2 separate regions of the Anser cygnoides genome follow, and region 1 is linked to region 2. A link is a contact called in public Hi-C data. All regions are on one chromosome and are shown on one strand. The core of a region is the stretch at or near the end of the contact, and the rest is flanking DNA. Distances in the headings are between cores, read along the strand shown. Region 1 holds the start of SERPINF1 (serpin family F member 1). Region 2 holds the start of YWHAE (tyrosine 3-monooxygenase/tryptophan 5-monooxygenase activation protein epsilon).

What was found. Hi-C and Micro-C count contacts between places; a contact is called where the count stands out from the background.
Region 1: a Hi-C map of liver shows a contact between it and region 2, with 3 times the contacts expected there. The contact joins the promoter of SERPINF1 here to the promoter of YWHAE in region 2. A contact is called at or near these places in 2 of 7 Hi-C or Micro-C datasets (both in liver).

The regions. Positions count from the first base shown.
Region 1 is chr18:7,502,224-7,507,488 of Taihu_goose_T2T_genome, forward strand. It overlaps SERPINF1 (serpin family F member 1), which reads left to right and starts at 3,473. Exons shown (of 8, transcript XM_013189919.3): 1 at 3,473-3,531. SMYD4 (SET and MYND domain containing 4) reads right to left here. Exons shown (of 11, transcript XR_010825751.1): 11 at 3,531-3,984.
Region 2 is chr18:7,253,167-7,258,498 of Taihu_goose_T2T_genome, forward strand. It overlaps YWHAE (tyrosine 3-monooxygenase/tryptophan 5-monooxygenase activation protein epsilon), which reads left to right and starts at 3,719. Exons shown (of 7, transcript XM_048068029.2): 1 at 3,719-3,926. The coding sequence starts at 3,863. LOC136786624 (a long non-coding RNA gene) reads right to left here and starts at 3,662. Exons shown (of 3, transcript XR_010825802.1): 1 at 3,138-3,662; 2 at 2,820-2,925; 3 at 520-2,158. CRK (CRK proto-oncogene, adaptor protein) reads left to right here. Exons shown (of 3, transcript XM_048068027.2): 3 at 1-1,099.

The DNA.
Region 1 (5,265 bases), core at 2,223-4,722, 250 kb after region 2:
CAGAGTTAGTTTGCAAACTGTGTTTGACTCGCTTGTTCAGAGCTGCTTTTGTGAAAAGAGCTGAATTCCTCGAACAGAGCATGAGCTGCGCGGCATTGGGACCAGGAGGGTATTTTGCCTGTGAACAGCAGTGCACTGATGAGCAGAGATACGGCAGGCCTTAACCTTTCTCTGGAGCAAAACCTGACCCCTGATGACAGCTGCCAAGAGATTCGAAGATGTCGATTAGGCAGCTATCTGGGAATTGGTGGTCTACTGGAATACTCCTGGCTCAACAGCACAATCCTATGAATATCTGCAAAGGTTTCCAGGGAAAGGAGGGGCAGACTGTGATGCCTGTAGCTGAATGTCAGCGCTTTCCCCCTGTTGTTGCGAAAGGCAATGTCTTGTCACAGCTTCACTACTGCCTGAGACGGGCACAACTCCCTAGCTCCTTGTTCAGATGCAGCTTACTCCAGATGTGCACTGCTATCATTAAAGATCCTTGGGAACCCTCCACCCCAGCAATCCATCCACTACTACGTAAAAAGGTCAGACTAACTCACCGTTGCCTGCCATGCTGCAGCTATTTCTGTATAAAACCATGGCTGTCCATTGCAGATTCTGCTTCTGAACTCCCTCAGCTTCTGGATAGAGAGTATGGTGCTCTGTTTTTGTGAAATAGCAGTTACAGAGCGTGAGGGCCATCCTTCTGGCAGTGTTTTCCTAACTCGGGAAGTCTGCCTTCCCTCAAAGGAAGGCGCAGAATGCTTCTGGGAGCCTCCGTCCCTGAATAGTCTGCACCATCTGCTGGAATAAGAGAAGGACTGACTCACTAACCATGAATTTCAGGGACGCGGGAGACTTTGGGGAATAAAAAGTACTGGCTCAAACCTGCAATTACACATTTCTAGTAGTCTAAAAGGGGAAAAATGGCTAAAGATAATGCCTACCCCTGTGACCAATGCAATGACACGCACCCTTCAAAAAGAGGGTGTAATTATGGGGCCATATAATTCTAACAAGTAAACCCACAAGAATCCATCCCTACTATATGGGCATAGCTCTAGCCCACAGGAACATTTTAGCTCATTTATTTATACAGATTCATTCCTAACGTTCAGAAATACCATCCCATGCCTTAGGTAAGTCTTGCTTTGGATAACAAAACCTCAGCACTAACCTCCCTAAATTCCACTCAGTTGCACTGCAATCTGTGCAAAATTTGAAGCACAAGTCTTCCTTTTCATGCCTCTGCCCTCCAGTTTCCCCTCTTCTATAGAGATTTTTCCCCTCTTTCTCAGATTCCTGAACAGCATTAGTTCTTATTTCCTATTTTCCTTCTTTCTGCCATCCCTCCTCCTCCAAGGCATTCTTGTCAAACTATTAATTTCACCTTATTTGTCAGTACAGCAGCGCTCCATGACTGTGCTTTGCCGAACAAATGAACAGTTACACCTACCTTAAGATTCTTCTCACTCCACTGACTCTGCAGAAGAGGCAGTTTGTAAAATGCAAAGTAATATTAATATCTCCGCTCAGGAACTTCCACTTCGCTTTGCTAAGCTTTCATTTTGATTGAGCTCTGTTCTGAAAAGACACGACTAGCACTGGGCGTCTGCTCTATAACTCATCTGCGCCGCTGGCTGAGAATATCAAATAAGTCTGAATAACTTTAATATTAGATGTATTTTTTTTTCCCTTACTAAAGCAAATTCATATGAACGTCATCAGAACTTACTTCCACAGCACTGTTCGGAGAACATACTGTCTTGAACCCCAAACAAATGAACAGTAAAATATTTCCATTGATTTAACAGAACTGATCTAATCCCTTGCATCTCTTTAGATGAGTATTATACACCATTTCAGGGATATGCTCTACCTGCAGGAATAAAGCTTGCTTTAGCCTATAATAACATTCTGTACAACTGCCACTCCAATTTAAATGGTTTAAACCCAAGCCTTTATTTAAACAGATGAGCTTTCATTTGACGATACAGACAAGATATAAAAAACTTCTCCGGTAGTCCCTCCATAAAGGGCATTTTAATACTGTATTTGTACAAAAAAATTTACCAAAATGAGACAAAAACCATCACAAGATCTCCACAGCTAACACCCTCATTTCTGACGGGATGATGGAAAACTATTATGCACAAACATCTTTCTGCAGATTTGACTTCTCACAGAACAAGCTGAGAAACAGCTGAGAGCTGAGCTGTTGCTCTTCATGTTATAGGGTTACCTTTGAAGCACCGACTAATCACAAAGCAAGGCTCCCTGATTTGCTTTTCCTGCTTGCAGAAACAGCTGCCAATGCTTCTCCAAAACCATCCTTTCCTCTTATCTGAGGGATTGTATAAGTCCAGCGCAAGCACGCATGAGTAATTCTTCATTACCTGTTCGCAGCATGGCTGGCAGCCCCAAAAGATGTCTCAATAAAAACCTAAACTGTGGGCACTGATATTATTGGCTAGAGTTTACTTTCAGCATTTCCAAATAGACAAACAGCTGGAGTGGCTCAGGCCAGCTACGTGTCAGTTCAGCCCAGTATTCTGTCTCTCCCAGTAACAAACGAATGGGGAAAAAAAAAAATCAGAAAACCACCAAGAACGTGTAAGTAGGGACAAAGAAAAACAACTGCTCTCTCGTTGCACCTCTCAGCTGCCCCGCTGGATATTGCATCTGACCACCGCCAGCCTTCGGTGGACCTGTCTTCCACTATTTTTTTTAATCCACATCTTCCATCTTCTGCAATATCTAGTTACTTTAAGTTTTACAACTTAATACTTTTGAAAAACACACTGTTGTTTTAAATAGGCAGATACGTGGATACTGATGAGTATTCCCCATGATGCTTCTACTATTAAAAATAACAACTAACCTCTGCCCCTTTACCTTGTTCAGACCACTTATTGTTCTATAGGTCCTACAACATTCTCTTCATTCTTTTTTTTCTCCTTTTTTTTGGCCAAAAAACTTCCAGCCAGTTATGTTAATAACTTGTTAACTAGTAACTATCACTGGACAGAACCACTGCTGAGTACCTTCCCCTTAACTGCTTTAAACGGCAGCTGGATCCTGCTTCCACTGTAGCAGCCTCTCCATTAAATCTTCAAACGCTGCTGCAGTGACGGTACCTCCTCTGCACTGCTGTAATAACGGTACCGCCGAGATGGGAGAAAGTCTCTCATGTGACATGGGGCAGAACTGAGGGGATAAAAGGCTTGCTCAAACACGGCAGGGAAGAAGAAGGCTGAGCGTTTGGCTCGGTCCTGTTTTAGCCGCTGGACTGCCCTTATCGCAGAACGCACATTTGCTTTGGAGGCGAAGGTTCATCACAAGCGCGCACAGCTCAGCCAGAGGATCACAGCAAGAGAAAATGAGAGCAGAGCACTTTAAGAGCGCCCTGGGAAGCTGTAACCTGAAGCCTGCCGAAGGCTGGGCTGGGGAGGCAGCAAAAAGCAGATGTGGCTGCGTTGAGCCCGCACTGGCCCCGGCTCGCACCCGCTGGGAAGCTGCGGCAGCGGCGGCCGAGAGGAGCCCGAGGTAAGGGGCAGCTCGGGCTGCTTGCGCTGCCCCCGTGTCGGCAGCCAGCGGCCAGGGAGTGCCAGGGGTGTAAAGGGTGCAGGGATGATGCTGGGGAGCTCTTGGGGAGCCGGGGAGTGGGGAAAAAAACGGTTCTGCTGCAGGCGTGAAAAGGCGCGACGCCCGCCAGGTAGGTGAGCAATCTCAGCGAGGGTTGGCAGCCAGCAGCATCCCAGGGCACCTCTTTGCCACCGGGGCAGACGTGTGCTCAGGGACTGGGGGATTTTTTTCCCCTTTTCTGCCCTTCTAGTACCTGTGTTGCAGCTGGGAAGAGGCTTTTTCTTTGCAACGGTAACAATTTTGGCGATAGTCAACTCCTCTAGGTCTGGTGGTCGCAGGATGCCTCAGGAGTGGTGCTGTGGGGTGGAGCAATCACCTGAGGTCTGAGCTCGTGGGTGCTGTTTCGTAGGAGCCCTAAAATCAGAAGCATTCATAAACGATTTGAGACTTGTACCACTGTAGATGGAAAGCAAAACATTTCACTTCGCACCTGCAGGCCTTCGCAAACAGACAGCTCCAAGGCGCAAAGTTCCTCCTCAGCTCATTTCTCGTTTCTTCCTGTACCTTCCTGACTGTAACATCACACGCTGCATGCTGTTGCTCCTTCTCTTCTTTTTAAAGGCAGCTACAGATTGAAATAGCATGCCTGAAAACATCCAACACCTTTTCTCCAACCAAATTCTTCCCTCTCTGCATTTTTGGCTGTGGACTAAAGGCCATGCAAATAGAATCCAGATGTTCAGGCCAATTCAAATGCAAAAGGCTTTGTCCTTCTAAAATGGAAATTGCTTTTTGGCAAAGTTCGAGAAATATGAAGCTGGTGACAGTACTGGCAAAAACAATATAAATCTGCAAAACCAATCTCCGCTCCTATACTCCCAGGAGCTCAGTATAGTTGGAAGCAGGGATTGTGCTGAACCTTTTTTTCAGAGAAAAGGTTACGCTCCATGGAAAACCATCTCCAAACCAGACTGGGCCAAACCTCTTCTGCTCAGCATGCGAGAACACCGCTTGGTGCAGGCATCCTCAAAAGCCCTAGCGCCATGCCCTAGCTTTGCTTAGACGCATGCAGGGCTTGTCATCTCTGTTTCAGCGTGGTGCCTATTCATTTTAAAGCTCTGCAATGATACAAGCAATCCCAGCATCATACCCACTGTCATACCACCAAACATGGTTTGTTGCAGTGTAATAAGTCCTCTTAATAAGCATTTCCTGCACCAGAATATCTCATCTACTCAGCAACTGGGATAGCACGATGCGAGTGCACAGGGAAAAGAGGTACCACTTTTATCTTACACTGCCTAAACATACGCGAGAACTTCAGACGTCCACCGTGACACCACTCTCTCCAGGACAGAAGTACCTCCAGAAGAAAAGGGTTTGGGGAGGAAAGGAAAACGGTGAGCTGTCTTTCACTGAAGGAAAACCTCTGCCTGAACAGACTGGGTCCTGAACTCTGGCTGTCGTAGCCACGTGGCTTTAAGTTGTATTTCTACCAGCAGGCATGTTTCCTTTATAGCTGCAGTTAATCTGAAACACATGTTATTTCTCTTACTTCGCTGGATGCTTGGATCACAGGGGTTAGTTAAATACAACCCTCTTCCTTTAATTTCTGGGAATCTATATAAACATTGCCTCAGACCAGCCGCAGTGGCGTCTGTACTCAGGGGCATGACACTTCTGCAGTAGCTCTGG
Region 2 (5,332 bases), core at 2,469-4,968:
CTCTGTTGTTAAGAGTAACACAGTTTGTTCTGAAGTATTTTTTTCCAATTGCAATTAACGAAAGCCCATACATTTGTACCTTTCCAATCAGCAATTATTTTAACATACCAAAAGAACTTTTTTCTGAAAGGAATTTTATTATGCAAATATTGCCTTTTTAATATGGCTTAAATTGAATCAACTAACAAATACACTGCAGAGTTTGTAGGTGTGTTTTTGTGAAGACTGTATAAATTGCAAATATTTGTACACTTTGAAAGAGCGGAAAAAGAAACTAGAGGAGTCTTAATAGCTGCTGTTGCACTAGAATCTGAAGTTCTTGTCAAGCAGTTTTTCTTAGTCAACAGATACATTAACACAACTGTTTTCCCCTGTTCAGTTCTAAGCTGAAATGTGATTTTGTTTCATAGGTGATAGAAATTAATGTTTGCATTTGTGCAAAATAGACATTTCAACTTATCGAGCTCTTTTAAAGGAAAATAGGGTAGAACACATGTTCATGAACATGTAGATTAAATCCTCTTGTGGCCTTTGTTTATCCTTCTATTTGTTCTCTCCCTTCTTACCAATGCGTGCAAAAAAATCATTGCTAAGAACGTTGGTCACAATCTTTTGTCTCTATTTGGCTGTGGTTTTGGTCTATTGTGCATAGGCAGGTGTTAGAACTAGAATAATCATTTCTAGAAATACACCATGAAAGCAGAATGCTCAATTACACTGTGTTCTTCTGGTGCATTTACACATTATATCACACTAAAAGTACAACTGGCTGCTATGGTTTTTTAATATATATTTCATTTTGGTAAACCCCAGCCTTTTTACTAATATTTGACATGGTTAAATCTTGTTAATCTGTTTGAATTGTATTTGTTAATAATGCAAATATTTCTAATCATCTTAAGATTAAAACACTTCGTTTTTGTTAATGGTTTTGGGGAAGGATTCTAACCAAACCAGTTTGAAGAAAAATATGAACATGTGCCATTGTATTATAACACTATCCACTTTCTTGACAGTTAAAGTCTTTTTTTATTTTTTTTTTTGTAGCATGTAATGTATATGTTCATAGTACGTGAAGTAAATAAAAGTATAGCCAAAACTTTGGCTTGGTGTCATTCTCAATCAACTGTCATTGGAATACTTGCATATAGGAATGTAAAAATAGAACAGCTGGTATTTTCATATTTTATTGACCGTGCTTATCTGAAAACAATTAAAGACCTGTACAAGAAAGATGATCCAAGGTAACTAAAGTTATCAACCAGTAAAATATTGTGGCCTTTTTTTGAAACAGGGTGACTTTCTGTAATCAAATGAGTTTCTTGAGGCAAAGGGGAGGAGGAGTATTTTCTCTTGCCAGGAAGTTCAAGGACAGCATTTGTTTTCTTAGTCACTACATTGCAATTGTAGCTCCTCATATTTGAGTTGATTGATACTCCATTGGCTGGCTATGACAGATAACTTTCTTGGCCAGTGCTGTCTAGTGGAGTCCTCAAGTGGGAAGTGTTAAATGAGTGACTTTGCATTTAGTTGTACTGTTTTCTTGTCATACCTCCACACTATGAAGATTATGCCTCAGATGGAAAAAAAAAAATCACAGCCAGAATTATTATGCTCAGTTTTACTCCTTGCTCATATAACTTGTCTGCAGTGGAGCCACAAGAAAGATTACCTCTAAATTAGATTACCCAAGATAATTTAAAAGCTCACTATAGCTATCCTGAAGAGGTCCTATACACCTCTCCACAATTCCCTGACGGGCACATCCTCCTGATACTGGTATTTGCAAACCATGCAGGACTAATACAGAGAACTATTGCTCATCCTTGCAGTGGTGATTTGCTGTTGCAGGAGTGGTTCGATCAATTTATGTAAATGCTGTGGGTGCAAAGGACAAGGCAAGGATTGCACCAGGAAATTCTGCTTTGAGTATTTAGCTGCATTAGGCTGTATACTCCTTACGCTTCACCAAATACCTGACCAATTTCCAAACATTTGCATGCCACCTGTAACAACTGCATACAAATATGTTTGAACTATTTAGACAATACGCTGCAGTTTAACAAAGGTAGGAAGCATGCACCTCACTTCTGGCCAATAAGTATGCTTATAGCAGCCTGGTTTGTTTATAGCCTTGAGCTCTCTACAAGTTGAGTGCCTGCTGAACATGAGGATCAAGGAAAAGTTCTTAAGGCAAATCTAATAAAGATTGGTTAAGATTTATGAAGCACTGAGGTGATTTGCAAATCTTGCAATGTTAAACAAATATACAGTGATTCTCTATTACTGCTGGGATCTTTAGGATGCCTACCAAAATCCTTGGTAACTGTACTGTGTATGTATGAACAATTCACAGATAAAGGTATATAATGATTCCCAGTTTCAACAAAATCTGCATTTTCTGATCATATTTCCTCTTGAAAATAGCATTTTTTTCCGGACTTGACACATAATTTTCATTTTAGCTCAGATGTGCTAATGTCTTTGTTTTTTTGTTGTATGGAATTCTGGTTAAATTACCCTGAGATCTGAACAAGAGTTGGGGTCCAAAATGTCCAGTGGAAATAGATCATCAATTATTTAGTTAGGCACACAGTGACATAAACATCACTCCTATATTTTTAGATGTATCTGTGAGAAAACCACAAAATGTTAATTTTACGCATCCTGGAACTCATGTTCGCTACCTGAAATAATGTGTCAAAATGAATCAGGAAACAATAAACCACTTTTTAAAATGATGGTTTAAGTGTGTGTGCAGTCACACGTTAGGAGCCCATTTCGGCAGGCACAATATAAAACAGTAAATAGGAGGATACTCAGCAACATCCAAGAGGTGCCAGGGACTGCTCAGTCTGCTGCCTTCAGAAGCTGCAAAGGCCTTTGTGTGCTGCTACACCTCAGGAAGGCTGAGCCTGGGTGACGCTGGAAAAAAGAGAGATGAGACTTTGTCCACATCCATCCTGAGCAAATCTTTGAAGATTAAATTTGTGCTAGCCAAACATAATCCCTTTTCATTTCTTCAGACCATTTTGATTCGGGAAATTGAGGCGCTATCTCAATTATTTAAGCATATGTTCCAAATATTTCAGAAAGACACCGTGAGGAACTTCTGAAACATTCAGTGTTCTTCTAACCTCTTTAAACCATGAGATTATCGTGCCTTGCCCCAGATAAATACACTGAGGGTGATACTTCGCTTGAGAACACACCCTGGAGAGGCTGCAGAAACCTGCTAGGTCAGACATTCTCTTTTTCACTCATTTCCAGACACATTGCTAAGTCAAAAGCAATACCCAGCGGTTCCTACAAAAAGGGAGACGTTAATTCCGGAGGCATTGTCAGCGTTGGAGGGCAGCAGGACCGCGCTGCCTGAGGGGAAGCCGCGGACGCCCTGAGGGAAACGCCGCCGCCGCCACCCTCACCCCCAGCCCGCGGCGCGGGCCCGGCTCCCGGCTCTTCCCTCCCGGGAGGCAGGGCCCAGAGTCCGGCCCCTGGCCTCGGCTGCCCGCAGTGCCCCCAGCGGCCCCGCACCGCTCCCCGCCGCCTTCCCTTGCGCAACGGCGCCCTCTCGCCCGCGGTCCCGAGGCCGCCGTTCGGGAGCGGCTGGCCCCGGCCTCGAACCCGCGACCCCCAGGTCCCCAGCCCGCCGCCCGCCTCCCGCCCGTTGCCAAGGAGCCGCCGTTGCCATGGGAAGGCGCAGGGCGCATGCGCGCCCTTGCGGAAGTGCCCGGATGCAGCGGGAGGAGGCGCTGCCGCCATATTTGCCCGGAGAGCAGCGAGCTGGTAGCTGCTGAGCCCCCCGGCCCCATCGGCTTCCATCCGCCCCGGACACTCCCCGACGCCACTCCGCCTGCAGGCCATGGACGATCGGGAGGATCTCGTCTATCAGGCCAAGTTGGCCGAGCAGGCTGAGCGCTACGATGGTGAGCGCCGGCTGAGGAAAAGCCCTGCGAGGCCGAGGGGGAGAAGGGAGGGAGGGAGCGGCCACAAAATGGCGGCTGGGCGGGGGAGGGGGGGGCAGGGGCGGAGGGGGGGCACGGACAAAATGGCGCCTGGCACCCCCCTGAGGGGGCTGAGGGAGCTGGGGCTGGGGGGCCTGAAGGAGCGGGAGGCTCGGGCCTGGGCGGGGCCGCTGGGGGGGGGGGGCGGCGGCGGCGGCAGAGCCGGGAATAAAATGGCGGCCGCGAAGGGCGAGTCCCGGGGGGAAGGGGGAGCCGCCCCCGCCTCATGGAGGTGGGGGGGGGGGACACAAAGAGACCCCGCCGCTGCTGCTCGGGTGCCTCGGGGCGGTACTCACGGCCCGGGCCTCGCTTCCCTTCAGCCGGGCTGCAGGGCTGAGGGCGGCTCGCCGCAGACAACGCCCTCTCCGGGAGGTGGGTGCCCGGCTCGCTCGGCCCCTCGGGGGGGAGATGGTGGGGAGAGGCCCGCTCGCCGTGGCCGCTCCTAGGGGAGTGGGGCTGCCGCTTTTCTTTCTGTTCTTTTGCTTTCCGGTGGAGATACCGCTGCCCCTGGCAAACCCAGAGAGAGACCGAGCTCTCACCCTGGAGCCATCTAGTACTACGTGATACTTCATTGCCTAAAGGAAATGCGTACGCTTTCATTATGCGCAAGATGCTATTACATTTCATTTTCTTTTTCCAGTATTGTGTGGTTTTTTTCTTTTTTTTCCCCGATAAAGTTTGTGTGCTGTGCCTGATCGGTACAGATCTGGGGAAGAGTGGTGGTGGGAGGGAGCTGACAACCCTGGAATGGTGTCTGCTGCCCCAGAAATGTCTGCCTTGTGACTGTCTATTTAAACGTGTTTCTATTGCCTATAATAGACAAGGCCTTTAATTTTCTCAATGGTGTTAAACTTCTGGGACTGTTACTTCTGCCTTAAGACTCGTGTTTATGCATTTGAAGTGAAATACCTGTGTATGTTTAAAAAAAAAAAAAGAAAAGAATACAGCTATGTTTCATTTAGAGGTAGGGAGATGCTCCAAATACTTTGTTCACAATTTTCATAGCACAATAAGGTAATTTGGTGAGAACTAGGTTTTGTTCTCGGAGTTGCTGCTTAGAAAACTTCTGCTAGTGTTTCTGAGCATCTGAGAAATACACATTTTGGTGAGGAAAATAAAATCTACAACAAAAAAAGAAAGCCCAAATAAGACTGTCTTTTGTAAATGTTCTTATAGGGGAAAGGGGGTGGAAGTAAGAATTCCACTAAATGAAAGGAGTCAAACGGTTTCCTCATAGTAATTGTAAGGACTTGCAGGAAAAAAATGCCCACCAGAGCAGTTCTTGGGATGTGACTTAACTGGCTGGGAGGGATGGGCACGTGATTCAA